2 separate regions of the Sus scrofa genome follow, and region 2 is linked to region 1. The links are chromatin contacts, called in public HiChIP or PLAC-seq maps. All regions are on one chromosome and are shown on one strand. The core of a region is the stretch at or near the end of the contact, and the rest is flanking DNA. Distances in the headings are between cores, read along the strand shown. Region 1 holds the start of LY96 (lymphocyte antigen 96). Region 2 holds the start of C4H8orf89 (putative uncharacterized protein C8orf89 homolog).

Evidence for each region. HiChIP or PLAC-seq counts read pairs in DNA pulled down with a chosen protein or histone mark.
Region 2: an H3K27ac HiChIP or PLAC-seq map of skeletal muscle shows a contact between it and region 1, with 6 times the contacts expected there. The contact joins the promoter of C4H8orf89 here to the promoter of LY96 in region 1. A contact is called at or near these places in 2 of 47 Hi-C or Micro-C datasets (embryonic fibroblasts and epiblast stem cells) and 1 of 2 datasets of contacts at active chromatin or transcription factors (skeletal muscle).

The regions. Positions count from the first base shown.
Region 1 is chr4:61,947,297-61,953,785 of Sscrofa11.1, forward strand. It overlaps LY96 (lymphocyte antigen 96), which reads right to left and starts at 3,334. Exons shown (of 5, transcript NM_001104956.1): 1 at 3,131-3,334. The coding sequence starts at 3,242.
Region 2 is chr4:62,608,188-62,614,676 of Sscrofa11.1, forward strand. C4H8orf89 (putative uncharacterized protein C8orf89 homolog) reads left to right here and starts at 3,356. Exons shown (of 7, transcript XM_021089234.1): 1 at 3,356-3,518.

The sequences.
Region 1 (6,489 bases), core at 2,084-4,583:
TCCTGAACCCCATCCCCTCCCCACTTCCTTCTATGATGTCGTCTTCTACCACGTCCCCTGCACTCACTCCATGGCAGCCATACGGGCCTCCTTGCCATCTCTCCATCACCAGCCATGTTCCCACCTCAAGGCCATCGTGTTTGCTCTTTCCTCCACCCCTTCCCTTGGCTGTCAGCGAGGCTCACTCCCTCAACTCTTCTGGTCCTTGCTAAATGTCACCTTCTCAGAGAGGGCTTCCTTGACCATCCTGGTTTTTTGTTTAGGGCCACAGATGCAGCATATGGAAGTTCCCAGGAAACCAAACCAGCTTGATCTTGGACCTCCAGCCTCCAGAACGATGAGAAATAAATTCCTATTGTTTAAGTCGCCTAGTCTGTAGTGTTTTGTTATGGCAGCCCTAGCACATGACTGTTCTGTATGTGCCCGGTAGCCTGTCCAAATGGAAATCATCCTCACAGAAAGGACTGGAGCACCAACATCCTGACAGTAATATGGAGAGGAGTCAATGCTTCCCCACATGGTGTGTTTCCATCTCAGCCAGGATGGGTTTTATTTTACTTTATTTTGTTGTTTAGGGACACATCCACGACACATAGATGACCAGGCTAGGGGTCAAATTGGAGCTGCAGCTGCCAGTCACAGCTAGAGCCACAGCAATGCCAGATCCAAGCCATGACTTTGAACTACACCACAGCTCACGGCTGCTGGATCCTTAACCCACTGAGCAAGGCCAGGGATCAAACCCACATCCTCATGGATACTAGTTGGGTTCATAACTGCTGAGCCACAAAGGAAACCCCCAGGATGGATTCTTGAAGGCAGGGAAGGGATGCCTTGGCGGGGGGTGGGGGTAGGGGGGTGGATGGCAGCAAACAGAGTCTCGCTGTAGCTCTGCACCCTACTTGCTCCCCATGGTCCCTACATCCATGGAGCAGCTGGAAAGGACCACAGAATTTCTCAGCATTTCAGAGAAACAAGTAAGATCCCTCCTCAATGATCATATCAAAAGACAAATTGGATTACTGTTACTAGAAGATTAAAAGCTAAATAATAATAGGGAGTGTTATATAAGTCAAAGCCAGAGGAGACACAGCACAGGGAAGGTGTGTGGGGAAAAAGACCTAGGGCAGGAGAGAAGAGGGCCAAGGGCACCAGAGCCTGGAAACGGGGAAAGGAACCTGACGTTGGGGATGGAGAATCCTCAGGGGTAAGCTGAGAGGGAATTCAGCACAACCACATACAGGAAAAAGCCACCAGCACGAGTCTGGCCATACACCTAAGTCTTGTTTCACATCTGGCAGTTACCCTACTTTCCCGGAAGTAACTTCATATTAACATTTGCCACAGTTTGCAGGACTGTAAACACACACTCAAAAAATAAAATGAAATAAAACAGGAGCTCCCTTCATGGCTCAGGGGAAACAAATCTGACTCGCATCCATGAGGACCCAGGTTCGATCCCTGGCCTCACAGAGTGGGTTAAGTGCCATGAGCTGTGGTGTAGGTCGCAGATGCAGCTGTGCGTAGGACAGCGGCTACAGCTCCAATTCGACCCCTAGCCTGGGAACCTCCATATGTCACGGGTGCAGACCTAAAAAGACAAAAATAAATAAGTGAGTAAATAAATAAATAAATAAATAAATAAATAAATCTGAAAATTGGGAGATGAAATGGGTTTCTTTATCACAGAACTTCTCAGAACACAAAGTACATTTGTAAATCTCCCCCAAACGATTAGACCATAAATCCTTGTTCCCCAGAGAGTCTCAAAGAACTAGTATTTTCCAAAGGATTCCATTAAACCTTCTTGATATCACTAGTGGATAGAAAAGACCAACCAATCCATGGAGAGCACCAAACCAAACAGGCAACCCCCAAGCAAATATTTGTAGAGAAAGAGGGCAACACAAAACAAGACAAAAGAAAATAATAGTGATCCAACCAGTTAATAGCATTAGAATGTGGCTGATTTTTCTTTTTTTTTTTTTTGGCTGCATGCAAGGCATGTGGAAGTTCCCAGGCCAGGGATCAAACTCATGTCACAGCAGTCACTCAAGCCACTGCAGTGACAAACCAGGATCCTAAACTCATTGCACCAAAGGGAAGTCTTGATTTTTTTAAAAATTTATTTTATTTTATTTATTTACTTATTTATTTATTTATTTATTGTCTTTTTGCCATTTCTTGGGCCGCTCCTGCAGCATATGGAGGTTCCCAGGCTAGGAGTCCAATCGGAGCTGTAGCTGCCAGCCTAAGCCAGAGCCACTGCAGCGCAGTATCCGATCTGCGTCTGCGAACTACACCACAGCTCACGGCAACACCGGATCGTTAACCCACTGAGCAAGGGCAGGGATTGAACCCGCAACCTCATGGTTCCTAGTCAGATTCGTCAATCACCGTGCCACAACGGGAACTCCGATTTTTTTTTTTTTTAAATAATCAGTATTAGTATTTCTATGTGGCTCTGTGCCACATAGAGAGAAAAATCTGCTTCAAAACAATCCACATAAAAAAGGTTCAGAAACCACTTTCAGGAGTTCCCGTCTTGGCTCAGCAGAAATGAATCTGACTAGTATCCACTAGGACACAGATTTGATCCCTGGCCTCGCTCAGTGGTTAAGGATCTAACTGACAGAATCAGGCTTACATCTAATCAGGGAGGCAATTCCAAGAGTCTTCAAAAACCACAGGCTGAAACACTTACAGAGCCCCTGTTACATGCCCAACATTGTGCTGGGAAAAAAACCCAAAAACCAAAAAACAAACAAACAAAAAAACACAGCCCGGAGCAATAATCAATTCTGGGAAGCAGCTAGGACCCTTCTACCTTCTCAAGAAGAACCAGTCAGCCTTACAGCTGAGGCAAAATGAGTCCGAAGCAGGCAGTTCTAGCAAAACTGCAAAGAATCTGAAACAGACGCACTTGGAGGTCAAGTACAACGAAGTTCAGACTCGTGAGGTCTGTAAAGGATCAAGAAAATCCACCCGGGGCAGTAACTAGACATCATTTTTGCTGCCAGCAGCTGGTACAGGCAGTCATTTCCTGTGTCCCGCCCAGCAACAGCAGAAGGTTTTTGTGAAAACGTACCCTGAAAACAGTTGTTCGTCCCTGCTTTGCCCTTTTACTTACCACAGTAGTTGTACCAAAGACTTGCATCAGAGGAATTGCAGATCCACATTTTCTCCCTAGGTTCAGTAAATATGGAAGAAAACAAGGTGGAAAACAGCATAAATGGAAACATGCTTCAATATCTCCAAAATGTTAAAAATGTAAGGAGAATCAGTAACTAATCATCAGACTCTTCCCTTTTAATAAGCAGAAAAGATTTAACTTAGTCATCAGTCACATGATTTCTGAGTCGCTACCCGACTGTTCCTCTTTTGAGTGTGTGTGCATGTGTGTGTTGAATATTTGAGCACTTCCTGCAAGAGGAGAGGAAAATGATTTGTAATGTACTCTTCAAACACGTGATACAAAGGCGAGCACAGCGCTTTAAAAACAAAACCAGGTACTTCCCAGTCACTACTAACAAAACCAGTCTGTGGGTCTTTTTTAGAAGCTTAAAAAACCAGCATGCCCTGCAGCAGCTTGGATGGACCTAGAGAAATCATAAGATATCAGTTATATGTGGAATCTCATTTTTAAAATGATACAAATGAACCTATTTACAAAAAAGAAACAGATTTCAAAAATCAATTTATGGTTACCAAAGGGGAAATGTGGGTGGGAGGGGGATAAATTAGGAGTTTGGGATTAACAGATACACACTACTATATTCAAAATAGATAACCAACAAGGACCTACTGCATAGCTCAGGAAACTCTACTCACTATCCTGTAATAAGCTATATGGGAGAAAGAATGAATATATCCATATATATAACTAAATCACTTTGCTATACCCCTGAAACTAACACAACATTGTAAAACAACTATATTCCAAAAAAAAATCCCCAAAAACATTAGCACTCTTTATCCCTCTGCATTGCTGTTCTCTCCCACAAGTTTTTTTTGTTTGTTTGTTTTTTCGTCTGTTTAGGATTGCACCTACAGTGTATGGAAGTTCCCAGGCTAGGGGTCAAATCAGAGCTGCAGTTGCCAACCTATGCCACAGCCACAGCCAACACCAGATCTCAGCCGAGTCTGCAACCTACACCACAGCTCGTGGCAACACTGGATCCTTAACTCACTGAGCAGGGCCAGGGATCAAACTTGTATCCTCATGGATACGAGTTGGGTTCATTACCACTGAGCCACAACGGGAACTTTCTCTTCCACAAGTTTGTTATACAACAATTCTCTGGACCCAGAGAGCAGGACCTGTAGATCTGAACTGAACAGTCTCATGCTGTTTCTGCTCAGAGAAAGTTTCAGCCAAAGGATGGAGCTCAGCTGGAGGAGACTCTAAGCACAGGACACTAGCTGTGGTTCTGTAATTGCGGGCAGGGGTCCCACCAGGCGTGAGATTCACTCACTTTAGCAAACTACAGGTCCAGGGGCTACTTTGAGCTCTAGTAATGAAATGGTCATTATTTTGTGAGTGGAAATATTTCACTGTTATTTCACTCTGTTCTAGAAAAACAGATAGCCCTTTAGATGCTTTGCTACCTGAAATCCTTTATAGGACGAGGTTTGGGATTTGTAGCCAAAAATGGCATGGAGTTCAAGCTCTAAACATCTACAAGTTTAGAGGAAAATAATATTTGTAAAAGGTTTGACTGAAGATCTGTACTACTTCACCATTTTTTTAAAAGGTGAAAATCTATCAGGGGGTGGGAGAATCTGGGGAAATGGGGGGTTTCTCGATGGGAGTGAGTTTCAGCAAAATGAAAAACTTTTAGAGAGCTGTTGCATACCAATGTAAATATAATTAACAGTCCCGAACTGTACATTTGGTTAAGATGGTAAATTTTATGTTATATATTTTTACCACAATTTAAAAAAATATTTTAGGAGAGTTCTTGATGTGGCTCAACAAGTTACGAACTAGACCAGTATCCATGAGAACGCAAGTTCAATCCCTGGCCTCCTTCAGTGAGTTACGGATCCAGTGTTGCCTGAGCTGTGGTCTAGGTTGCAGGTACAGCTTGGACCCCATGTTGCTGTGGCTGTGGGGTAGGCCGGCAGCTGCAGCTTATATTAGGCCACTAGCCTGGGAACTTCCACAGGTACGGCCTTAAAAATATATATATATATATATATATATATATATATATATATATATATATTTAGGAGTGACTGCTGTGGCCCAGTGGTTTAAGAATCTGATGCAACAACAACAACGACCAAAAGACAAAAAAAAAAAAAAAAGAAAAAAAAAGAAAAGGAGTTCCCGTCGTGGCGCAGTGGTTAACGAATCCGACTAGGAACCATGAGGTTGAGGGTTTGGTCCCTGCCCTTGCTCAGTGGGTTAACGATCCAGCGTTGCCGTGAGCTGTGGTGTAGGTTGCAGACGCGGCTCGGATCCTGCGTTGCTGTGGCTCTGGCGTAGGCCGGTGGCTACAGCTCCGATCCAACCCCTAGCCTGGGAATCTCCATATGCCGCGGGAGCGGCCCAAGAAATAGCAACAACAACAACAACGACCAAAAGACAAAAAAAAAAAAAGAATCTGATGCAACAGTTTGGGTCACTGCAGAGGTGTGGATTTAATTCCCAGACCAGTGCTTTGGGTTAAAAGATCCAGCCTTGCCACAGCTGTAGCACAGATTACAGCTGTAGCTCAAATTCAATCCCTTCCATATGGGGGACTTCCATATGCTGTGGGTGTAGCCATTATATATATATATATATATATATATATATATATATATATATTACGGCAAAAAAAAGAGGAAAACTCCATGAGTGCTCCTAGTAGTCTCAAAATACCAATTCTCACTAAAAGGAGCAAAGACTCTAGAGAAATTGCTGCTTCCAGGTTGGAGGCAGAAAAGATGAGCCTAGAACATCTGCTCACATTGAATTACCAATCTGAAGACAGTCCCATTGACCAAAGGTGGGTTTCCTACTGCTGCTTTAACAGATAACCACAAACTTAGTGCCTTAAGACAATACAAATGTAAGATACAGTTCTGGAGGTCAGAAATCTGAAATCAGTTTCAATGGGCTAAAATCAAGCACAGCTGGGTTTTCCAGAGACTCTAGGGGAAGAATCCATTGCCCTTTTCATTCCTTTATCTTCAAGGTCCAGCACTCCAATCTCTGCTTCCATTATCACACCCTCTCCTCTGATCTCCTGCCTCCCTCTTATAAGGATCCTGTGATTACACTGGAACCATTTAGATAATACAGAATAATCTCCCTCTAATTCAAGATCTGCCTGTAAAATCCCTTTTGCCATTTAATGTGACATTCACAGATTTCAGACATGAACATTCCAGGAAACCATTATTCAGCCTACACGTAGACTATTCTGAACATTTATAAGAGAGTAACTGCAATGAATTGAAATACATCAAATATATTCCAATCCATGAGCTGATATTTTT
Region 2 (6,489 bases), core at 2,106-4,605, 660 kb after region 1:
TGCTCTGTCCATACAGTTTGCAAATGGGGCCAGACGACTAGTGGTGAGAGAAATGGAAGTGGGGAGGAAGCTGGGATGACAGTAGAGAACCAAAGCGGTGGGGTTTAAATATAAAGAACCTGCTGTCAGGTTCCTGGGAACTGAAGTGGGATCTTCTGCCTTCATCACAGGATTATGAGGACTAAAAATGAGCCTGAGGATATTTATGAACTACTAACCTGTTGAAATGCAGCTTAATACTTATTTTACTTAGAAAACTTACCTACAAGTGGTGTCGCTTTCTACAAGGGGCGGTCCTCGTCTACTAGAAGGCTGACCAACCTCCGATCACAAAGTCTGGGCCAGCCAGGTTTTCCTTAGACAAAAATTCCCACGTGTTTTCATTCATACTCTTTAAAGTTCCAGTCTTTCCCCTAGCTACCCTCGTCTTAGGTTGCACTCTGTTCGTTGGTAGTGTGTTACCTGGGCTTGCTTATCTTTGAAGGTTCTTTTTTGGTAAACTAGATTGAGTGCTAGCCCTGGAGCCAAACTGAATTCATATCCAGCTTCTATTTAAAAGTTTGGGGTGTTAAATTGCTTTATCTCTTGTTTCTTTACCAGCAAAATGGGAAATAGTGGTACCTAATTTCATAGGATTTTAGTGGAATTAAATATGTCAGGTCATGTGAAATGCCTAGGGCAGCACCTGGCCCAAGATGCTAAGTAAGTGCTCTTGCTGTGTAACTTGAGCACTTAACAGGGGTGTACAAAGGAAGACAGCCTCAGCTTTCATGTGTTAGTCTAGTGGAAAGATAGCCTTTTTTTTTCTAACATTTATTTGTGTTACAAGGTGTGACAGACTTGCGTCATTGCAGACCACCTCCAGGGTAAGATTGACACCTCCCCCACCCAGCTTTTAGCACTCTCCAGCCAGCCAGGACAGCACTCTCATACACATGCCTCCCTTTTCTTGGACAGTAAACTTTGAGTCAGGCCTTATTTATTTTTTTATTCTACCCTGTACCTGACATAACATATAGGCAATATTTGTTTCCTATTATGTAACAAATTACCACAAACAACTGACTTAAATTTACTGTCATTTTAACAGTTTTGGAGGTCAGAGGTTCAGAATCGGTTTCACTGGGCTAAATCAAGGTGCCCGCAGGCCTGCCTGCCTTCCAAAGGCTTTAGGGGACAAGGCTTGCCCTCGCCTTTCCAATTTCTAGAAGCTGCTTACATTTCTTGGCTTGTGGCCCTCCCTCTAACACTTCTGTGATTATTTTGGGCCACCCAGATAATCTAGGATAATTCCCCATCTCAAATTCCTTAATACATCTGCAGTCTGCATAAGGTGGCATATTCACAGGTTCTGCAAAGTCTGCATAAGGTCATATAGCCCTGTAGGGCAGGGATATTTGAGAGGGCCTTTCTTTGATCTTTAACTTATGGCTCCTAGCTATCTTTTTTTCTTGTTCCTCAAAAATGGTAAGTTTCTATTGTAGGGTCTTGGCATTTGGGAACTTGAGTCAGAAACACAGCCCTGAGGTCTACATACTTGGATTCTTTTTCATATTGGAAAAAACTTCTCTGGCACATCTCTTCATTTAACCCTGTTCTGTTTTTTTTGCATAGCATCTGTTACCATCTGTAATAATTTTTCCATTTACTTGATATCTGTTGCTTTTCACAGCCACTCCTCAAGATTTGAGTATATATCAAATTTGGGTCTTAGCCTCTATTCTAGTACATAGAACAATTCCTGGCTGCATTGCAAGCCTTTTGCTTATTTGATTGAGTGAATCAGACCTTTTAGGGGCAGTAGCCATATAAAAATTTGCATCTTCAGTGTTGACACGTTTTATCCCTTGGGTGTTTAGGTGGGGAATAGTGAGGAGGAGTAGGGGCTGGAATAGGGGTTATGGAGATACACAACAGATACAAAATTTTATATATATATATATATATGTATATACTCAGGAAAAAAATGAGTTTTATTATGCAGGGATATTAGTACATGAAAACCTGTTAGCAGAATCTAGGAGCTGGTTCCTGCTGTGAGGATAGGAAGCTGCACAGAGGAGGGAGAATTGGGCACCTGGGGGCAGGGCAGCAGGATCCAGGTGTGGCATTGGAAGAGTTTCAGTGGGGGGTGTGATATGATAGCCAAGAGGAGGATACGGCAAACTCAAAACAGGCCATTGAATAATAAACATTTGATCGAATAATGAGTACTAGTGTACTCTTAATCCACATAATCCTGGGTGGGGGGTTCCACTCGAGTACAGCCTCAGAGCTGAATTCTTAGTTGGTTTCAGGATGGGCCCCATACTTTCTCCCCTCAAATTCTCCATGTGATTTTTAATGTGCAGCCTGTTCTATTAGGTAAATACACCACTATGCCCATTCTTTAGGTGATGGGCTAACTCCCCCCCCCCCCCGGGTCATACAATGAAGTGGTGGAGCTAGTATTAGGTTCCAAGTCTGATTCAAGTTGGTTTTCTTAACCAGAAGAGCTAGGAAAGGTTAGTATCAAGTTTAATGAAAACAGGTGGTGTGCTGACAGATTAAGGAATCTGGGGGCTTCGCCGAAACCCTATTACCAGGGCTAAACCTGCAGCCCTAGTGGATGTCAAGAAATGAAGACAGGGCTTAGAACTATTTGGCAAGAGTATACAGAGGCTAAGACGCCCCTGTGCGAGCCAGGCTGCTAGGCTTCCTAGCCAGGGAGGGGCCCCGCGCCGAACCTTTCACCAAGAACCTAGACAAAGCACCGAACGAAGAATCCGGGCGGACACGGTGAGCGACCTCGGATTACGTCACTTACCGAAGACTGCGCTAGTCAGGTATTGCTGGTCCAGACTCATCAGTACTCTGGAGAGCCTGGTTAGTTTGAATCTTTAAAATGCAACCCAGAGAACTGAATCTCGCCGACCTTGTCCAACAGCCCATTGCCCATCCTATGTGTAGTGCGTGGCACCACTTTGATGCCACACTGACCTTGTGTCACGACAGCGCCCTCTTCCCACCCAAACCCCTGCAGCGGTGACCCCGAAGGCGGCGGCACCCTGTAGTAGTTGTCCATTGAGTCCCAGCGGCCTCCCCGCCGCCCAAGCACCATCTTGGCACGACTCTCCGACTCTCCGCCCGGCCCCCTGCCCGAGGACGGCCGGGGACAGCGCAGAAGACACCCCGGAAGCTCCGGGTGCCTGGCAACCGGCGCGCGTAGGGCGGGCGGGGCTGCAGCCGCTCGCCAGGCCGGGCGGAGCTCAGCTGCCGCGCTCCCGAGCGTTGCCGGGCTGCCGGCCGCAGAGCATGTTCGCCCCGAGAGCGGCGCCCGAGCGAGCGCGCGGCCGGCAGCCCCGCCCCGCCGCCGCCGCGGCCAGCCCCGCGTCTCGGCCACGCCGGGCCGGTGGCTTGGCTCCGCGCCGGGCGGCCGCTGGCTCCCGCGCTGTCCGCTGCCCCCGCTGCCCCCGCTGACCCCGCTGACTCCGCGGCCGGAGCCCCAGACCTGGGCGCCGCCGCCACGGGCCAAGCAGGTGAAGAAGCCACTCCCCTCCACGGCGGAGCTGCGGGGACAGTGAGTGAGGGTCCGGTCCCAGGGAGCCCTGGCCAGGGACGGGCGGAGGGGCGGAGGGCGGAGGGGCGGTGGAAGGGAGGTGGGTCCCGGAGGTCAGCGGGTACGGCCCTGTCCCAAGAAGGGGAGCTAGCCTAGTGATGCAAACGGGTCGCCCGCGTCGCCCGCAGGATTCTTCTGATGCACCTCAAGGGTAGCTGGCGGGAAGGCCGGGTCTGAGGACCTGACCGGGTCTGAGGACCTGACGGAGGCTGCAGCAGGGTCAAGTGAAGGAGAGAGATGTGGGTGACGCCAGGGGAAGAGGCCTGCCGGCCAGATCTGTGCCTCCCCACACACGCAGGTCGTGGTCTGGGCAGGCACACACATCCACCCCACAAGCAGACCCATTCTTATTTATGGACCACCCTCCGGCCCTCCCAGGGTTAAACTCCAGAGAGGATTGAATGTGTTTGTTTTCTTCTTTGACTGCCACCGCATCTCCCTTCCTCTCATACCTGCCCCCAGCCAGGTGGAGCAGGACTTGGGACAAAGACCATGTCCTTCAAACAGCTCCGGCCCAATTTTCATTGCCACTTTTCTTTGTACCATTTCTGATTTACCTATAATTTGTGTGTCTTACTTTTCTCACGAGGGGTTAAAAACACTAGAGAAAATTTGTGTGATGCAGGGAGTCTGTTCTATCTACTGTATGGGTCATTTTCCCCTGCACACTTTCTGGGGTCATAGGGAAGCTAGGGAGCCTCTCTGTAGACACATTCAGTTTTGTAACCATTTTCAGGGAATTTGTAGTGTGGAGTACAATATTCCCCACCCATCATCTTTATTAACTTTTTATCTCCCTTGTTAATGGTGAGTTAAGTCTCCCATTACAATGGCATTTCTTCAAAAATACTTCTGACATTTGCTTTTTTTTTTTTTTTTGTCTTTTCTAGGGCCTCACCCGCAGCATATGGAGGTTCCCAGGCTAGGGATCCAATTGGAGCTGTAGCTGCTGGCCTATGCCACAGCCACGGCAATGCCAGATCCTTAACCCACTGAGCAAGGCCAGGGATCGAACCTGCAACCCCATGGTTCCTAGTTGGATTCGTTAACCCACTGAGCCATGATGGGAACTCCCCGACATTTGCTTAAGTTCTTACATTTTTGAAATGACAGTATAATACGTTAGTACTTCTCATCAAACAGCACAGAAGTATATAGAGTTGGAAGCGAAAGCCCTCTTTAGTTTCTACTCCTTCACATTTTGTGTGTGTGTGTGTGTGTGTCTTTTTAGGGCTGCACCTGCTGTATATGGAGGTTCCTAGGCTAGGGATCAAATCAAAGCTGTAGCCCGCCAGCCCACACCACAGCCATGGCAACCCCAGATCCGAGCCACTTCTGCAACCTACACCACAGCTCATGGCAATGCCAGATCCTTAATCCATTGAATGAGGCTGGGGATCGAACCAGTGTCCTCATGGATGCTAGTCAGATCTGTTTCTGCTGTACTACGAGGGGAACTCCCTCTACTCTTTTACTTTCTGATACTCCGTAAATTCATTATGTGTTCCTTCATTCTCTTTTCATTTTTTGATTCATCAATAGAATCATAAATGAATTTTTTTAAGAAGTTGCCTCTTTCACATCAGAAGATATGGAAAATACCTTTCATATCAGTTTACTTAGGTCTTCATTGAACATTTCGTAGATGTGTCATATAGATGGATGATCATATGGTACAGAAGCCTCATAACCCATGTAACCATCCCTCCTCAAGACTGGGTGCGATTTTTCCTCATTATAAACAGTGCAACTGTGAACAACATTCTTACACATGGGAACACTTCTATAAAGTGAATTCCTTGGAGCAGAATTGCTGGGTCAGATATATGTACCTTAAAAATTCCGGTGGAAATTGCCTTCCAAAAAGCCTTTACTGATTTACATTTCCATCAACAGGCTGTAGTGAGAAAAAGGTGTTTATTATTATTTTAAAAAAGCAAATCAGGGAGTTCCCGTCGTGGCGCAGTGGTTAACGAATCCGACTAGGAACCGTGAGGTTGCGGGTTCGGTCCCTGCCCCTGCTCAGTGGGTTAACGATCCGGCGTTGCCGTGAGCTGTGGTGTAGGTTGCAGACGCGGCTCGGATCCCACGTTGCTGCGGCTCTGGTGTAGGCCGGCAGCTACAGCTCCGATTCGACCCCTAGCCTGGGAACCTCCATATGCTGCGGGAGCGGCCCAAAGAAATAGCAAAAAGACAAAAAAAAAGCAAATCAATAGCTCTCACTTATTGAGTGTTGATTCCATGTCTAGCACTGTGCTGAACACTTGACATGCATTTCAAAATTTCATCCGCACTAACCCTATGAGAGTCAGAGGCACTGTTATTTTCTTCGTGACCCCATGGCTATGCAGCTACAAAGGGCATAGCCTAGATTAGAATTCAGGTTCATCTAACTGCAGTGTTTGTGTTCTTTGTTAGGTCTGGATTCCTGGTCAGTAATTGGAAATTGTTTTTCTTTTTTTTTTTTTTAGGATTAAATGAGATTATGTCTTTGGTGTTACAGTATTATTAGCCGCCATAGTTCCTTTCTCTGTTAACTCCTATAAAATTGGACATGATCCAGTGCTTCCTGTGATTCTGGTTCCAATCTCTGGCCTTAATTCTCACCAGTAAACAGATGACTCTTAAAAGCTTCCTCTCCCATCCAAACCTCTTGTCCTCAATGTTCCTGTAGCTTAGGTCCAGGTTATATATCCCTACCTGAATGTCCTGTGCTCCTTTTATGGAAAACTAAAGTGCTTGTTGCCCTCCAGCTCTGAACAAGCACTTTCTCTGTATTTATTTATTTGCTTTTTTTAGGGCCGCACCTGCAGCATATAGAGGTTCCCAGGCCACGGGTCCAATCAGAGCTGCAGCTGCCAGCCTGCACCACAGCTACAGCAATGCCAGAT